Linked DNA regions of Zea mays: region 2 is linked to region 1. The links are chromatin contacts, called in public Hi-C maps. All regions are on one chromosome and are shown on one strand. Each heading gives the region's core, a stretch centred on a gene start, on an enhancer-like site or on the middle of the called end of the contact. The rest is flanking DNA. Distances are from core to core; before and after follow the strand shown.

Evidence for each region. Hi-C and Micro-C count contacts between places; a contact is called where the count stands out from the background.
Region 2: a Hi-C map of bundle sheath shows a contact between it and region 1, with 2.1 times the contacts expected there. The contact joins the promoter of LOC100383478 here to the promoter of LOC103630680 in region 1. A contact is called at or near these places in 3 of 25 Hi-C or Micro-C datasets (bundle sheath, ear and endosperm).

What each region holds. Positions count from the first base shown.
Region 1 is chr6:173,659,475-173,667,016 of Zm-B73-REFERENCE-NAM-5.0, reverse strand. It overlaps LOC103630680 (mitogen-activated protein kinase kinase kinase 17), which reads left to right and starts at 3,167. Exons shown (of 1, transcript XM_008651737.4): 1 at 3,167-5,586. The coding sequence starts at 4,135. The coding sequence ends at 5,586.
Region 2 is chr6:173,816,712-173,824,253 of Zm-B73-REFERENCE-NAM-5.0, reverse strand. It overlaps LOC100383478 (Phosphoethanolamine N-methyltransferase 3), which reads left to right and starts at 4,398. Exons shown (of 12, transcript NM_001176126.1): 1 at 4,398-4,826; 2 at 5,026-5,150; 3 at 6,170-6,307; 4 at 6,398-6,535; 5 at 6,769-6,912; 6 at 7,017-7,127; 7 at 7,215-7,356; 8 at 7,444-7,542. The coding sequence starts at 4,787.

The DNA of each region.
Region 1 (7,542 bases), core at 1,918-4,417:
TAAAACTATATAAAAACTCAACATTTTATTCAGTACGACATAATAGAGGATCTACTCTTACACTCTTTATATAGCTAACCATACACACCCTACTCGTTCCACCCTACCATGACACCTTCAAATCTTTAAATGGTTTATACTTGGTTTATATTTAATATGGTATGGGGAAGTGGAACACCCATATGTAGACTCCATGACTCATGTTGTGTTGACATATGATGTTATCATGTGCCCATATTGTACACTCTTACTTATATAAATATCTAACTATATAATCTTTCTTTATCTTATCTACTTTCTAAATAAATATTATCATTATCTAACAATACTAAGGTACACAAAGTAACGAAAAGGAAGAGTTTCAGGAGAGAGCGGAGCATAGGGTCATGTTGAACCTAAGCACAGCTGAGAGTCGACAAAATGTGTGTCTGTAATACCCTACTTTGTCCTCTTGCTACTATCTATTGATGAACATAAATGTAAAAAAGGTTACATGCTCATACACTACTGAGCATCAAGATCTTCTAGCTCCCTCTTAACCTTTTGGTTATGGTGGAAGTTCTGTCGTAAACGAACTAATCCACCTTTATGTTTTGTCCTTTGTGTAGAGTGATCTCTATAGACTTGGAATCAACCCTATGGGACAAAGTGTGTATGTCCAACCCAATAAATATTACTCTGCCCCTCCCTTCCAAGGGAGGTGAAAGGGCAATGGTGTTTAACCCATTTCTAGATATGGTTCGGTATTCGATGACTGTCACAATTATGTGAACTAATTAGTTTGCCAAGTATTTGTTCGTAAGTTTATAAGATCAATAATTGTGTTACTAAGCTAGAAAATAGCTCAAATCTAGCCAGAAAAGGGGGTAAAACTTGAAAAGAAGAATTTACAGTAGTTCTACACTTTGGATAAGTTCTAAACACCCGTAGAAACCTATTTGATCTATCTAGAGATGTTGGAAGATTCAAGGTTTCACTCTTGTGGAGCTAAGTTGAGCAAAAGCATAATATGAGTTAAAGGAATTAAACTGGCCAAAATCCATGACTTAGACTAGTTGGCTAGTCTATATATATGCTTGTATAAGTCACATATATATATATATATATATATATGTGTGTGTGTGTAAGTCATAGGAACACCCTCAAATTAACTTAGAGAAGATACTTTAAAGATTGACAAATAAAGTCAGAAACTCAACTTTGGAAATTGCCAAACATGTACTGTCCGACGCAAATACCGAACCATCTCGAGTACTATGGTCGGAAAACACACAGGAACTTGTTGTTTCATGCATTTGAACTACGGACCGTCCGGACCTTAGTCAAGTACCATACTAGGCCCTATGAAGGACTAATCCATTTGATCTATTTTATATGTAGCATCTCACTACAGCAGACTCAATTTCCCATTTCTCAAGTCCCAATCGCTACATTCTTCACACACCGACATATGGGTCATACACATCATCCCAGACTTGGCAAGTCAGTTTGGCTAGCTGGAGTAGCTAGCCAAGTTTGGCTAGAAAGGAGATTAATTCAGAAAGACATATAGCTAGGCAAGTCAAATGGCTAGTCTGTTGGAGAGTTTTTTTTGTTGAGTAGCTAGATTTTGGCTTGATGTGCCATTTGGCTAGTCTATTCGAGATGATGTTATACAATTTATTTCTCAAAATTTGACAATCGTTGCATATTTTCGTTGTCGACTAGTACAAACTAAGAAAACATATAAATAGGGGTTGTTTGGCCTCTCTTATATTTTACTAGGTGTACGTCCATGCGTTGTTATAGAGTGAACATGTTATAATAAGATATATTGAAATTTAAAATTATATTTTCCATTTTATGTTTTTGTTACCATCTTTTAAAGTTCTTCATTTTGTTTCCATGTAACAAACTTATTTGGTGGACCTACATGTGCTTGTACTCAGATGCAATACATGATATCATTTATTACAAATTTGTGCTTGTTATTTTTCTACCTTAGCACAAGGTGGTTGCTGATCATTGTTTAATTTTGGTTACTTTAAGTTACAAGAGCAGATTTACTTGAGTGGTCGATAAGCATTGCATTTTAATGTACATGGTGGATTTGTTCGATGTGTAAGACTTATGTAAAAAATCTTAACTTTAAAAGATGATAACAAAAACATAAAATGGAAAATATAATTTTTTAATTTAAATATATCTTATCATAACATGTTCACTCCGTAGCAATGCACAGACGTTCACCTAGTGAATAGATGAAAGCTTCTTAGTACAACAAGAAAGAACAATAGTGCTATTGGTTAGAAGGGACGGTTTTTGTTGGCTGTGTGTTGGTCAGAGTTTGATCCATATAATCGTTTTTTTGGACATTTTTATCGGCTGGTAGCAAAACCATGGGAATGGGAATGGAAGTGGGCACGAGAGAGAGGATGGAGAATGGTAAAGGAAGGGAATGGGAATGGAAGGCAGCATGGGAGAGGACGGGGAATGGGAATGAAAAGGGGAGAACAAAGAATGAAAATGACAGAACCAGGTGTGGCAGAATAGGAAATAACAAAACCAAGAATGACAGACTACTCTTGGAGCTTTAATAAATAGTATAGATTCCTGGCTCTGCCACATATTGATCTACGCTCTTTCTACGTAAAACGCTAGATATTTTTCATGCTTATCCACTTTTTAGATAAAACATATCAGCTAAAATACCGTGCTTTAAAAAGTATTTCATGCTCTCCTATAAATCATGATAACTAATTAAAGGATGTTTTAGTTTACAATGACTAAATTTTAGTCACTCCATTTTATTTTTGGTTTCCATATTTACCAGTTTAATGACTAAAATAGAATAAAATATAAGAACTAAAAATTAGTTCCTACAAACCACCCCTAAAACTCATCCAATCTTCCAAATACACATTGCTATTTCCAAAAAAAAAACATCGAAACGGATTCCTTTCCCTTTTCTGCCGTTTCAGCCGCCCGCGTTGCGGCGTTGGGTTGATCCCTTATGGCGGCGTGGTTCAGGCGGGGCAACGAACGACGGCCGGCACGATTCACGGCCACGGACGACCACATGCATCAGTGCATGCACGGGACGGCAGCGTTCGTGAACGACACCGTACCGTCGGTACATACATGCATTTGACCGCGACTGCAGCTTGGAATCGGAGCAATCGCGCGCCATCCGCAGCTTATAGCAGGGTGCAGCGGCCGGCCAGTGCTGAGCGCTGACGCGACCGCTGCGTCCGAGCTTGCGTTACACGCCCGCGAATGTATCCGGTCCTCTTGTCCAGACTCAAAGAAAGACTTTTTTTCTTCCTTTCGAGAATGTTTTTTTTCCCTCTGTAGTAGTAGCAGTTGTTGTTGTTTGTTTGATGGAGGATTTGGTGGCTACACACCATAACTTTGCTGTGGACTTGTGCAACGCTACAGACAAAGCGAGTGTGGAGCGACCAACCGTGGCCCCTCCGGACCGGAGCAAAGCACACAGACTGCCTCGTGCACCCCGTGGATGAGCTCCACGCTGTTTCGTAGAACTCTCTATCTCTTCTAGTACGTGGAGCCGTGGACTTGCCCAGAACTTGTCAGCGAGCGAGCGAGGAACGGGATGTGCAAGTACCCTCCGGTCCGAGCCTGAGCGTCGTCGGAGTTGACGGGCGCGGGGTAAAGCGGGTGGACTGTGAAGCTTCACCCTCGGTCAGGCCCCCGCGCGTTCCCACCACGCGCGCGAGTCGCGAGAAGCAGAGTCCATGTCCATGCCCATTCGGCCGGTCGTTCACACACACCGCATTCACGCACGAGCGCGTGGCCGCGGGAGAAGCAGAGACTTGCTTCCCACGCCTTTTCCTTTTGGCCTCCGTATCCATCGGTATCTCTAATTTCCCCCGCGCGCCGCGCTTTTGCCACACGCCAAACACCTTCCATGTTCTAAACTTGCAGTCCTTCCTAATCCCAAGAACAAGCAATAGCATCCCCCATCCCCCCTATATATAAACAAACGCACCTGGCACCCGCCACAAAAAGGACTCAGCAACGCAAGGCCAGCTCGAGACAAGTCAGGGCCAACAGAAACAACCACCACCACAGCAGCACGCGAGAAACAAACAAGAAGAGCAAGCAAGCAAGCAGATCGCAACAACCGCGCGCGGCATGGCGATGGCCGTGAGCGGGAGGTGGACGCGGGTGAGGACGCTGGGCCGCGGCGCGTCGGGCGCGGAGGTGTTCCTGGCCGCCGACCAGGCGTCGGGGGATCTGTTCGCGGTCAAGTGCGCGCCGGCGGCGGCGGGCGCGGAGCTGCTGCGGCGGGAGCGCGCGCTCATGGCGGGCCTCCGCTCGCCGCACGTCGTCCCATGCATCGGCGGCCGCGCGGGGCGCGACGGCTCGTACCAGCTCTTCCTCGAGTACGCGCCCGGCGGGTCGCTGGCCGACGTGGCCGCGGCCCGGAGCGGCGGGCGGCTCGAGGAGCGCGCCGTCGCGGCGTACGCGGCCGACGTGGCCGCGGGGCTCGCGTACGTCCACGCCGCCGGCCTCGTGCACGGCGACGTCAAGCCGCGGAACGTGGTCGTCGGCGCCGACGGCCGCGCCAAGCTCGCCGACTTCGGGTGCGCGAGGAGGGCCGCGGACGACGACGCCGCGCTGCCGATCGGCGGCACGCCGGCGTTCATGGCGCCGGAGGTGGCGCGCGCGGAGGCGCAGGGCCCGCCTGCCGACGTCTGGGCGCTGGGCTGCACCGTCCTCGCGATGGCCACCGGCCGCGCGCCGTGGGCCGCCGCCGCCGGCGACGTGCTTGCCGCGGTGCGCCTCATCGGGTACACGGACGCCGTCCCCGAGGTGCCCCAGTGGCTGTCCGCCGAGGCCAAGGACTTCCTGGGCCGGTGCCTGGCGCGGCGCCCCGGCGACCGGTCCACGGCGGCGCAGCTGCTCGAGCACCCGTTCGTCGCCTCCAAGAGCACGCTGGACCTGGACGGCGCCAAGGGCACGTGGGTGTCGCCAAAGAGCACGCTGGACGCGGCATTCTGGGAGTCCGAGAGCGACAGCGACAGCGACGACGACCACCGCCACCACCACGACGTCGACGTCGACGCGGTGTCGGCACAGAGCACCGCCGACAGGATCGGCGCGTTGGCCTGCCCTGCTTCGGCGCTGCCGGACTGGTGGGACTCCGACGAGGGCTGGATCGACGTGCTCTCCGCACCAGCCGAAGCATCGTCCGACGCGACGGTGGACGAGGGCCCTTGCGTCGGCGACGGCGGTGCCGGAACAGAGGAAGAAGAGAGGGCAGACCAGGCCGCCGAGCCCCTCGACACGGACGCCGACGGCGCCCACAATGCAGGAGAAGCTGACGCTAGCCCGCCTGATCGCGAGTGGCATCTCCGTGTGAGTTCACCCTGTGATGGTGAAATGCAATGTACTAGATTGTTGTGTGACACAAACAACAATGCAATGGATTTCCTTCTTTCCACCACCCCAAATTTGCCCTGTTTATCGGTCGGCTTCATGGATTTCAAGAATCTCTGTTCTTTCCTTTCCTCCCATTCTGTTTCTGGCATAGGATCGCCGAGTCGAACATTCTCGTTAGCTGCTACGAATTCACACACGTAAAGCCTGGATGGATTGGTCCAGTCCTAGTAAAATTCACCGCGTACAGGTGGAAGACCGTGAGACAGCCGTGACCGTGTGTGTGTGTCAATCTCCAATCCCCCGCGGCTCGAGCTTCCCCAGCACGGCACGCACCGAAGGTTCCAATCCAGAGAGAGAGCCGCGTCGACACGGAAAAGCGCAGCGTCAGCGCGGACGCAGAAAGGGTCTCTGCCAATGCCATTCCGGAGTAAACTTGGGCAGCGCGCACTGGTCGAAAACCTTGAGAGCTCGGACTCCGTAACCCGGGGGTCCAGGAACGGACCACGTGCGAGCCCCGCCGCCGAGTGGGGATATTTTTTTTTTCTCCCGGTGGGTGGGGACGTCGAGGAGTGGAGAGGGATATCCTGGCGTGGGTGCCGATCCACATCCACCCCGGCGGCCAGCGCTTTTTACCCTGCTTGCCTGCCAATGCAGCACTAGGGGGGGCTCGTCGCTCGCCCGCCCGCGCTACTGGCTCCTCTGGGTAGCGTGTCAATGCGGGATCTGGAGCTGGCTACTGGCCGCGCTGTAGGGGGTTCACCACACCCTTCACCGCTGTCTGCCTGTGCTTTCCAGACTGTGAACCAGTCGGTTGCCAGCCGTCTCATCACGCACGCAACGCAAGCGAAGCGAGCGCCGATACGCTCGATGCGGCCTGCCTGCCTCTCCCTCCCTCCCTCCCTAATCTTTACTTTACCCGTAATAACTTTAACTTGCCAGATACAAAACGCTGGGCCGGGTTCGGATATGGTCGTCGCCGTACGGGGACGGTGGTATGGGGCAGCATCATCCCAGTCCCAGGCGGCAAGCGCGTCAGACTGAGACCCGGCAGCCGGCATGGACGCGCCGCGCGCGAGTACAATTGGACGGCACCGCACCGAGCACACCGCCGCGCGCACGTCTGAGTCGGAGTCGCAGGACCCAGGACCACGGTCCACGAGCCACCGGCGGCGGATATGCATACGGGACGATATGTATTGGATATATGGATATGCACCCGCCTCGCCCGTTCGGTGCAATCCGATGACTGCCGTCAGCTCATCCTTCCGAGCAGTGATCCGGCCTTTTTGTTATCTTTCTTTCTGTTGCTTTCGCCGCCTTTCCCCTCCCTTCCAAGCAACGGACCGAGTGAAGGAATCTTCAAGGGGCGGGTAGTAGAGTAGATCCGGACGGTTAACTACTGATGATCAGGAGTGCATCCGGTCGCTGTCACGCCGCGTCGCGTCGCGTCGCGTGCGTCTAATAATTAAAATCGCCGTCTCGGCGATCACGCATCAAGAAAGAGTGCTGCATTACGCGGACGGAGGAGTCGCCATGCCATGCGCCTAAGGATCCCGTGAAACGACATGAGTGAGCTAGCTATACTAGTTAGGCGTTTCTATAATCTGTATGAGCTGAGTGCGCCTAAACCGAATGCTTCTTGCGAGCCAAGCAAGGCCAATGCAAGTGCACCTGGGCAGTAGGCGGACTGCAGCAGTGGGTGACTTAAGACGAGTAGTTAGTACTCGTGTCAGCCTCTAATCAATAGCCATCAGTCAGGCACTAGTAGCTTAATAGTAGTGATCTACACTCCAAACTAGCAGGTGCTTAATTAATGGACGTTGTGTAGGAGCAGCCATAGTACAGGAACTCCCATCATTATGACACCATGTATAATAATAATAATAATAATAATAATAATAATAATAATAATAATAATAATAATAATAATATTAATAATAATAATAATAATAATAATTCCGCGACGGATGCTGCCGTCAGTCAGGTACGTACAGCTCGCTGCTGCTGCCGCTCAAGATAGTTAACTCTCGGTTATTAATATTACGTGTTCGTGAAGAACATAAACATGGGCCGGAGAGCAGCAGCAGCAGCAGTTGACCCTGACGGATGCAAATGTATATGCAGAGCCAATATTAAAAGCAGACTACGTCGTCGTCC
Region 2 (7,542 bases), core at 3,149-5,648, 160 kb before region 1:
GTTCTTCATCACTGATGTTCCTACCAAAATGAAACAACACATATACATAAAATACGTAAAGGATCAAAAAAAAAGATAAGCACAAAGTCAATTCAGATCAGTTCATGACCATACATTGCATAAATGTATCAACAAAGCAGCATAACACAATATTGTAAATTGCATAAACTTATGAGACTAACTTGATAAAAAAATCTGCTCATATGCGACATCCAATTAATGTATAACCTGGTTATTTCGTTTGAGCTGGCCCAATTTGAACAGCATTAGGTTTTATGGCATAATGTATTGATGTATGGATCATACTTGTGTCAACAAATCAGCATAACACAATATTGTAAATTGCATAAACTTGTGAGACTAACTTGATCAAAAAAAATCTGCTCATATGCGACATCTAATTAATGTATAACCTGGTTATTTCGTGTGAGCTAGCCCAATTTGAACAGCAATAGGTTTTATGGCATAATGTATTGATGTATGGATCATACTTCTGTCAACAAATCAACATAAACAAAATATTGTAAACTGCATAAAGGTGTGATAGATTGCATAGTATACATTTGTGTCTCCAATTAACTATAAATTTATAATGAATTGGTATTTGATAAATCAAGCAATTGGCAAAATAATAATGTGAACTCTATCTACGATTCAGATTGGAAGAGTTAAAGGTTGATGGCTTACCGGAATGTGGATGGGCCTGGAGGGCGGCTGAATCCGATACACCTGTGCAGGGGACAACCCAACGCGACGCGGGGCTGTGTCAAATGCGTCGGGGACTCGACGTTGGGGACGGACCTCGTGACGGGGTAGGGGACTCGGCGTTCGGCCGCCGCGGTGGAGAAGATCGAGGTCTCGGTCTCTGACGAGTAGGAGAACGCAGGGGCGGCACAACCGCCTCCTCGATTCCGGGGCCCTTGCCGGAGACGAAAAACAAGGCCACGGCCTGTGTGCGGCGGAGAAGGCGAGGGCGTGCGGCGGAGAAGGCGAGGGCGGGTCTCTGCGGTGGTGAAGGAGAATGCGACGGCGGGGGAACTGCGGGGGAGAATCTTAATGCGACAGCGGCGGTTAGTCTAGGGTTCGCCGGGCGCCGAGGAGAAGCAGCATACGGCGGCGGATTTGGCTAGGGTTCGGCGGGAGCGATAGTTACGGGAGAGCTGAGCTGAGAAAACGACGGCTCAGTTCCTTGATTCGTGGGCCCGGATTACGTAAACTGCCTAGATTGCGAGAACACGATCTTTTCGTGGGCCCGGATGCCGCGAGACGTGCGCACACCAAAAGAGTGTAAACGATAACAAAAAGGAGCATAACTCGTATTTATAATTGACGTAACAGTGTATTACAGTAAACCAGTAAAGCGTGCGCGCCGGTCAGAGCACCTGGTCGGTGTCTGGTCGGGGCTTCATGTAGTTAGAGAGAGCCCAGGGCTCTAAATACTATATATATATATATATATATATATATATATATATATATATATATATATATATATATATATATAGATATAGTATGTTCAGGCACCATTGCGTAGTGTCGTCATTTTCAGCACAGCTGCACGGCACACAGAAGGAGACGATCCTCAACAGTCCGCATGCCGCTAAAAGAAGGTGTCAGCCTCATGCCCGACCACGTGGCCTCTCGCTCCGAGAGCCAGAGCAACAGCGCGCATACGGTTTTCTGCATAAACGACCTTTCTCGATTCCTAGCAGACAAACTACGCATTATCTTATGCTCAATCCATTTAAATTATAAATTATTTCAATTTCTGTAGAGAGGAAAAGCGTCTCGAGTTTAACTTAAATTACAAAAAATATATGACATCAAGTATAATATGAAAAGTATAATTGTTGAAGAATCCACGAATTTGACGAATTTTAGACGCTTTAACTCTGAAACAAACATATATTTGGAACGGATGGAGTAAAAAGGACTGATTTTTTTTACCAGTGCGGTAGTATCATCATGAAAGAGACGAAAACACCAATCAAGTGGGGGCCAGGGTACCAAAGGGAATCCACCATGCCCAATTATTTGCCTCCACCTCAGGCAACACCCACACAGCATCCCCCGCCGTCCTACGCAACACCAGAATTCGCCCACCAGATGCACACCACGCGTCTAACGGCCCCGGTCACGTGAAGCACAAAAGAATGCAAGGACCAAAATTGTCCCATGTCGTCGTAGCTTACAGTTTTTTTATTTGGAAAAAAAACAAGAAACATGGTTTGTTTTCCTCATCTACGTTTGCTATAAATGTGGTTTCTCAAATTCACATCCTTAGTATGGACATCTAGTTAAACGTTTCTAAATTACAGGAGAGTTTGGGTTTTATTATCTATGACGTTTGCCATATGTTTTGGATCTACAAAAATAATATCTTGCATTGAACAACTATAACAGTTATTTTTTCCCATTAAACTATATTCTGCATAACTATTGCATGTTATTATGATATTATCTCAACTGTATGTCGTTTATATGTTATAAGTTTGGCTATGTTTTATTATAAAAAAGATAGAAATGTTATATTTCCATAAAATGCCTTCCATTTTTTCGACGATAGGAACACCGGTATTTTTTTAAAAAAGCTAAACAAATTTCGGAAGAAAGAAATAAAGGCAGGCTAAACACGCCGCACGCCAGCAGCGTCGCCAACCAAAATAAGCAACGCATGGTCCATAATCTCGTTCATTTTTTATATTTCTTAGGGCCTGATTGGATATTATATGCTAAAATTTAGAAGGGTGCTAAAATTAGCACATCTTAAAGAGTTAAACTGCTATGCTATTGAAAGATAAAATTTAGCACTTCACTTTTAACACTCTGGTTTAGGTGTCGAAGCGCTAAAGTTTAAATTATAAAAGTTATAACTTTAACACTACGATCCAAACGTGCCGTTAAACCCGAACGATGCTATATATTGCAAACATGCAAAACACTCTCGGGATTGAGGAAAAAGCTGACATGCGAAACTTGTTCCGTTCTGGGCTCTGGCCTCATGGGATTGGGAAGAGCACAGCGGTGCATGCGCAATCAGCTACTCCCTCCGTCACAAAATGATGTGGTTTTGACTTTTGAGACCAAGTTTGACCGTTATTATTTATTTTTATTCTAATTTAGTTTATCATACAACGTACTTTAACTATCAACTATTTTTTATGTATTCATAAATATTTTAAATAAAATAAGTCGGTTAAACTTGAAATAAAAAAGTCAAAAGACTTAGGGTGTGTTTGATTTGGCTTTTGACTTTGGCTTTTATCCCCTAAAAGCCAAAAGGCAAACCAAAAGGATGGATCCAGGAAACAGCTTTTTTTCTAAAAGCCGACTTTCTCGCAGTGCAAAACTGAAAGCACCCCTAAACCTGCTTTTAGTGGCTTTCGGATGGAACTGTGAAAACATATATCGAATAAATTTTAACAGTTTTTAGTGGTTTCCACCAAACAGTTTTTTTAGTTTTTTAACAGCTCACAACTCACAACAATTTTTTTCACAGCTCACAGCCCATAGCAGCTTTTTCACAGCCATAGACCAACCAAACGGACCCTTAGTACTAGCTATTTCTGGTAGTCTGGTCCATGCACATCTTCAGACCGTCCGCGGCGCATGCCGCACGGTGCCCCCTCCCCTAGCACTGTATACGCGTAGGGGGCCTCTAAGCGCGCAGCGCTGGCCTCCAAATGCCCCGTACGCGTTGCAGCGCTAGGGGATGCCGCGCTGCTCCCCCAGATCAAGGGGAGCACTGTAGCGCCTCTTTGCACAGTGCTCCCCTATTTAATAGTTGAAAAAATAGTAATAAAAGATGAAAAGAGTTAGATAATGATATTTTATAATTGTAGTGGAGTATAAGGGATAATATAGAGGGAACCGCTGCGGGAGATGAAAATTTAGGGGGTGAAATATTGATGATATGATACAAAAAGTGATATAGGAGAAAAATTGGTCACGGCTGCGGTCAGTCTCACAAATATTTTAAATAAAATAAGTCGGTTAAACTTAGAGTAAAATAATAAAAAGACTTAGTACTAGTTATTTCTGGTAGTCTGGTCCATGCACCTCGGGCCTCGGCGGCAATAATACTCGTAGAATGTTTAGGCACGTAACAGTGGGGTTGCTCAGTTCGGCGCGGCCCGCGCACTCGCAACCGCGCTGGGAGTCTGGGCTGGGATGCAGCAGAGATGTTAACCGAGGTCGAGACGAGACGAGAGACGGGACGGACGGCCATGGCGCGGCTCTTCCAACGGGAGCAGACGATCCGAGGGCGCGCACTGCCCCACCCAGATCTTCACGGGGATTCTCGCTTCCCCACCGCTGCATCGCCCAAGTCCCAACCGCGCCGCCGCGCACCTATAAAGCCCCGCCCCCCTCCGCAGGACCCGTTCACCGCTCCTTCCCGTTCATCCATCACACCATTCCCACTCTCTCCTCTCCACCCGGCGAGCGGACACCCCCCTGTCCTCTTGACCCGATCCCGTCCCCGCCCGCCCGCCCCGCCGCCGCGCGCGCTGGTCCGGACGCTCGGGCGCTGGTGATCCGGTTGATGCAGCAGCGGGGCCTCGCCCACAACTGCCGCTCCCGCGGCTTCTCCCGCTCCCGCCGCGCAGTCGAGGGCGCCTGAAACGCACCCGCCCCACGCACGCAGCGCAACCGAAAACCCCTCGATCCGGCTCTCCTCGCGCTGCAGCTTTTATAACGCCGTAGACGACAACGAAAGAGAACGGAAAGAAATAAAACCCAACACACCTACCGTCGTCCGTAAAGGAAGGAAGGAAGGACTCGAGAGATGGACACCGTCGGCGTCCCCGTGGTGGCCGTTGCGAATGGTAAGTTGACGGGCGGGCCCGCGGATCCCCCCTTACTGTTGCTCGCCGTAGTGCCGGGCCGAACTCGAACAGGTGGTGGGCGGAGACGGGAGGGAAGGGTTTTCTGGGCTGGTTGGCGGACGGGAAGGGTTCTGTTCTGTTGGGTTGATGCGATCTGACATGGGTTTTGTTTTCGGCGGCGGCTGCGTCGCGCGTGCAGGGATCGGGGAGGTGGAGCGCAAGGTGCAGAAGAGCTACTGGGAGGAGCACTCCAAGTGCCTCACTGTCGAGTCCATGATGCTCGACTCCCGCGCCGCCGACCTCGACAAGGAAGAGCGACCCGAGGTGCTGCATCAACATCCTCCTCTCCGGCTCCCCCCGTTTTCGTTTCCGTTGCTGCTGCTGCTGAATGATTTACTTTTTTTTGGGGGTGCTTACGTTCTGTCCATACCGGAATCTTGCCATATCTCGGACGCAGAAAAATGATTGGCCCGTGCTGTAATGGCACGGCATGGCCTCTGTTCAGCGTTCACCCTCTGGGAAAAAGTTGCCTTGACAGCAACTGCTCGATATGTTCATAACTGGACAGTAATTTTTTTCCCAGGACAGTCGCATCGGCGATATATTGATCAACGAAAACGTGACGATTTTTTTTAAGAAAGCGTTAGAGCTGACAGCTGAGGCAGAGACACTGATGCTGACACTTGCCTTTTGAGTGTGTATGCTCCGTTCCAGTTATGTCCTGAGACCAGCAGATTCACTGCTTCAAATCTGAACATCCTCAGACTTGACACCTAGCCAATTGCAAAGCCAAACGAACCGCTAACAAATCCTTTCTTATTTTAGCACTAAGTGCTTGTGACGTGGCTTGACGACGTTCAACGTGCTTTGCTAATATGAGCTCAACAGAGATGTGCACTAAACTAAATGACAACATAATATCTGTGCCTCGTTGCTTGCTGGTATCAATTATGAAACAGTGCAGAACGATTATGAAACTGTACAGTTGACTTGGAGACTTATGAGATCATAGTATCGTAACTTAATCATTTAATCGATAAAAAAAGATAGACCCTACGCCAAAGGCTAAGTAGGGTCTATAAAGCGAGCAGGGAAATGAGTAGACTCTAGAGAAGTCAGTAGGAAAGGGCAGATCCAGCGCTAGAGGGTGAGGCTGTTTTGAACCCGTGACTCGCCACTATACCAGGCCTACCCTCCTACGTTCATCATAACCGATGAATAGTACACTGTTTTTTTTTCAATAAAGGAAGAGCACCAAGTCATGTCTTAGTTAAATCATGTTTTGTGGGAAAAAAATGTTCAGTAACAATTTGAGTACTCAAATTTTCACTACCGATCTGCAGATCCTGTCTTTGCTTCCCTCTTACAAAGGGAAATCAGTTCTAGAACTCGGTGCTGGAATTGGACGCTTTACTGGAGATCTGGCAAAAGAAGCTGGGCACGTTCTGGCACTAGACTTTATTGAAAGTGTGATTAAGAAGGTGCGTTTTCTACCTCTGGATTCTCATGCATCTGAATGAAATACTTATGTGCTTAGTTACACAAGTTTTCACTTCTTTCTCTTCTTGTAGAACCAAAGCATAAATGGGCATCACAAGAACATAACCTTCAGGTGTGCCGATGTGACATCTAACGACTTGAAGATTGAAGATAACTCTGTTGATCTGATATTTTCAAACTGGCTATTAATGTATCTTTCAGATGAGGAGGTAAGAACCGGAAATACTTATGAGTTATGAATGCTGGTGCGCTATGACCACTCTTTTCAGAAGAAGTGTAGAATATTTACATGCATCAATCGATTCCATCTTTCATCTGATCTCACTTCAATAAACAACACCCATACTAGAAAGCTCTAAACAATTTTTTTTGGAAAAAAAATTAATACTTAAAACCTCGCTTTTCATTACTGTAAGTTTTTAACTGTTAACTCATATTATAGGTCCAAAAGCTTGTGGGGAAAATGGTAAAATGGTTAAAGGTCGGAGGCCATATTTTCTTTAGAGAATCATGTTTTCACCAATCTGGAGATTCCAAAAGGAAGGTGAACCCAACACACTATCGAGAACCAAGGTTTTATACCAAGGTACCAAAGAGCTAGGTTTTATCTTCCATATATACAATCGGTTGGTCACTAATAAACCATACTCTATCATTGTTTTCCAGTAGCTAATATTTTTGTGCACACAGGTATTTAAAGAGGGCCATTCATTTGATCAAGATGGAGGTTCGTTTGAACTTTCTCTAGTGACCTGTAAATGCATTGGGGCTTATGTCAAAAACAAGAAGAATCAAAACCAGGTACTTCTGTGCTTGAATGCGCTTGTTAAATCTTGTGTTGCAGTTAAATTGAAATTACTGACTGACATAAGTAAATAATATCTACAGATATGCTGGTTATGGGAAAAGGTAAAATCAACAGAAGACAGAGATTTTCAAAGATTCCTGGACAACGTGCAATACAAAACAAGTGGGATATTACGTTATGAGCGTGTCTTTGGTGAAGGTTTTGTGAGCACTGGTGGAATCGGTGAGCCCATCAATTGCCTTTGTTTACTGCTAACTCACCAATCATTTATGCTATACATAGATCACACTGTATCCGTTTCATGAACAGAGACTACAAAGGAATTTGTGGGCATGCTCGATCTTAAACCGGGCCAGAAAGTACTTGATGTCGGATGTGGAATTGGAGGCGGCGACTTTTACATGGCTG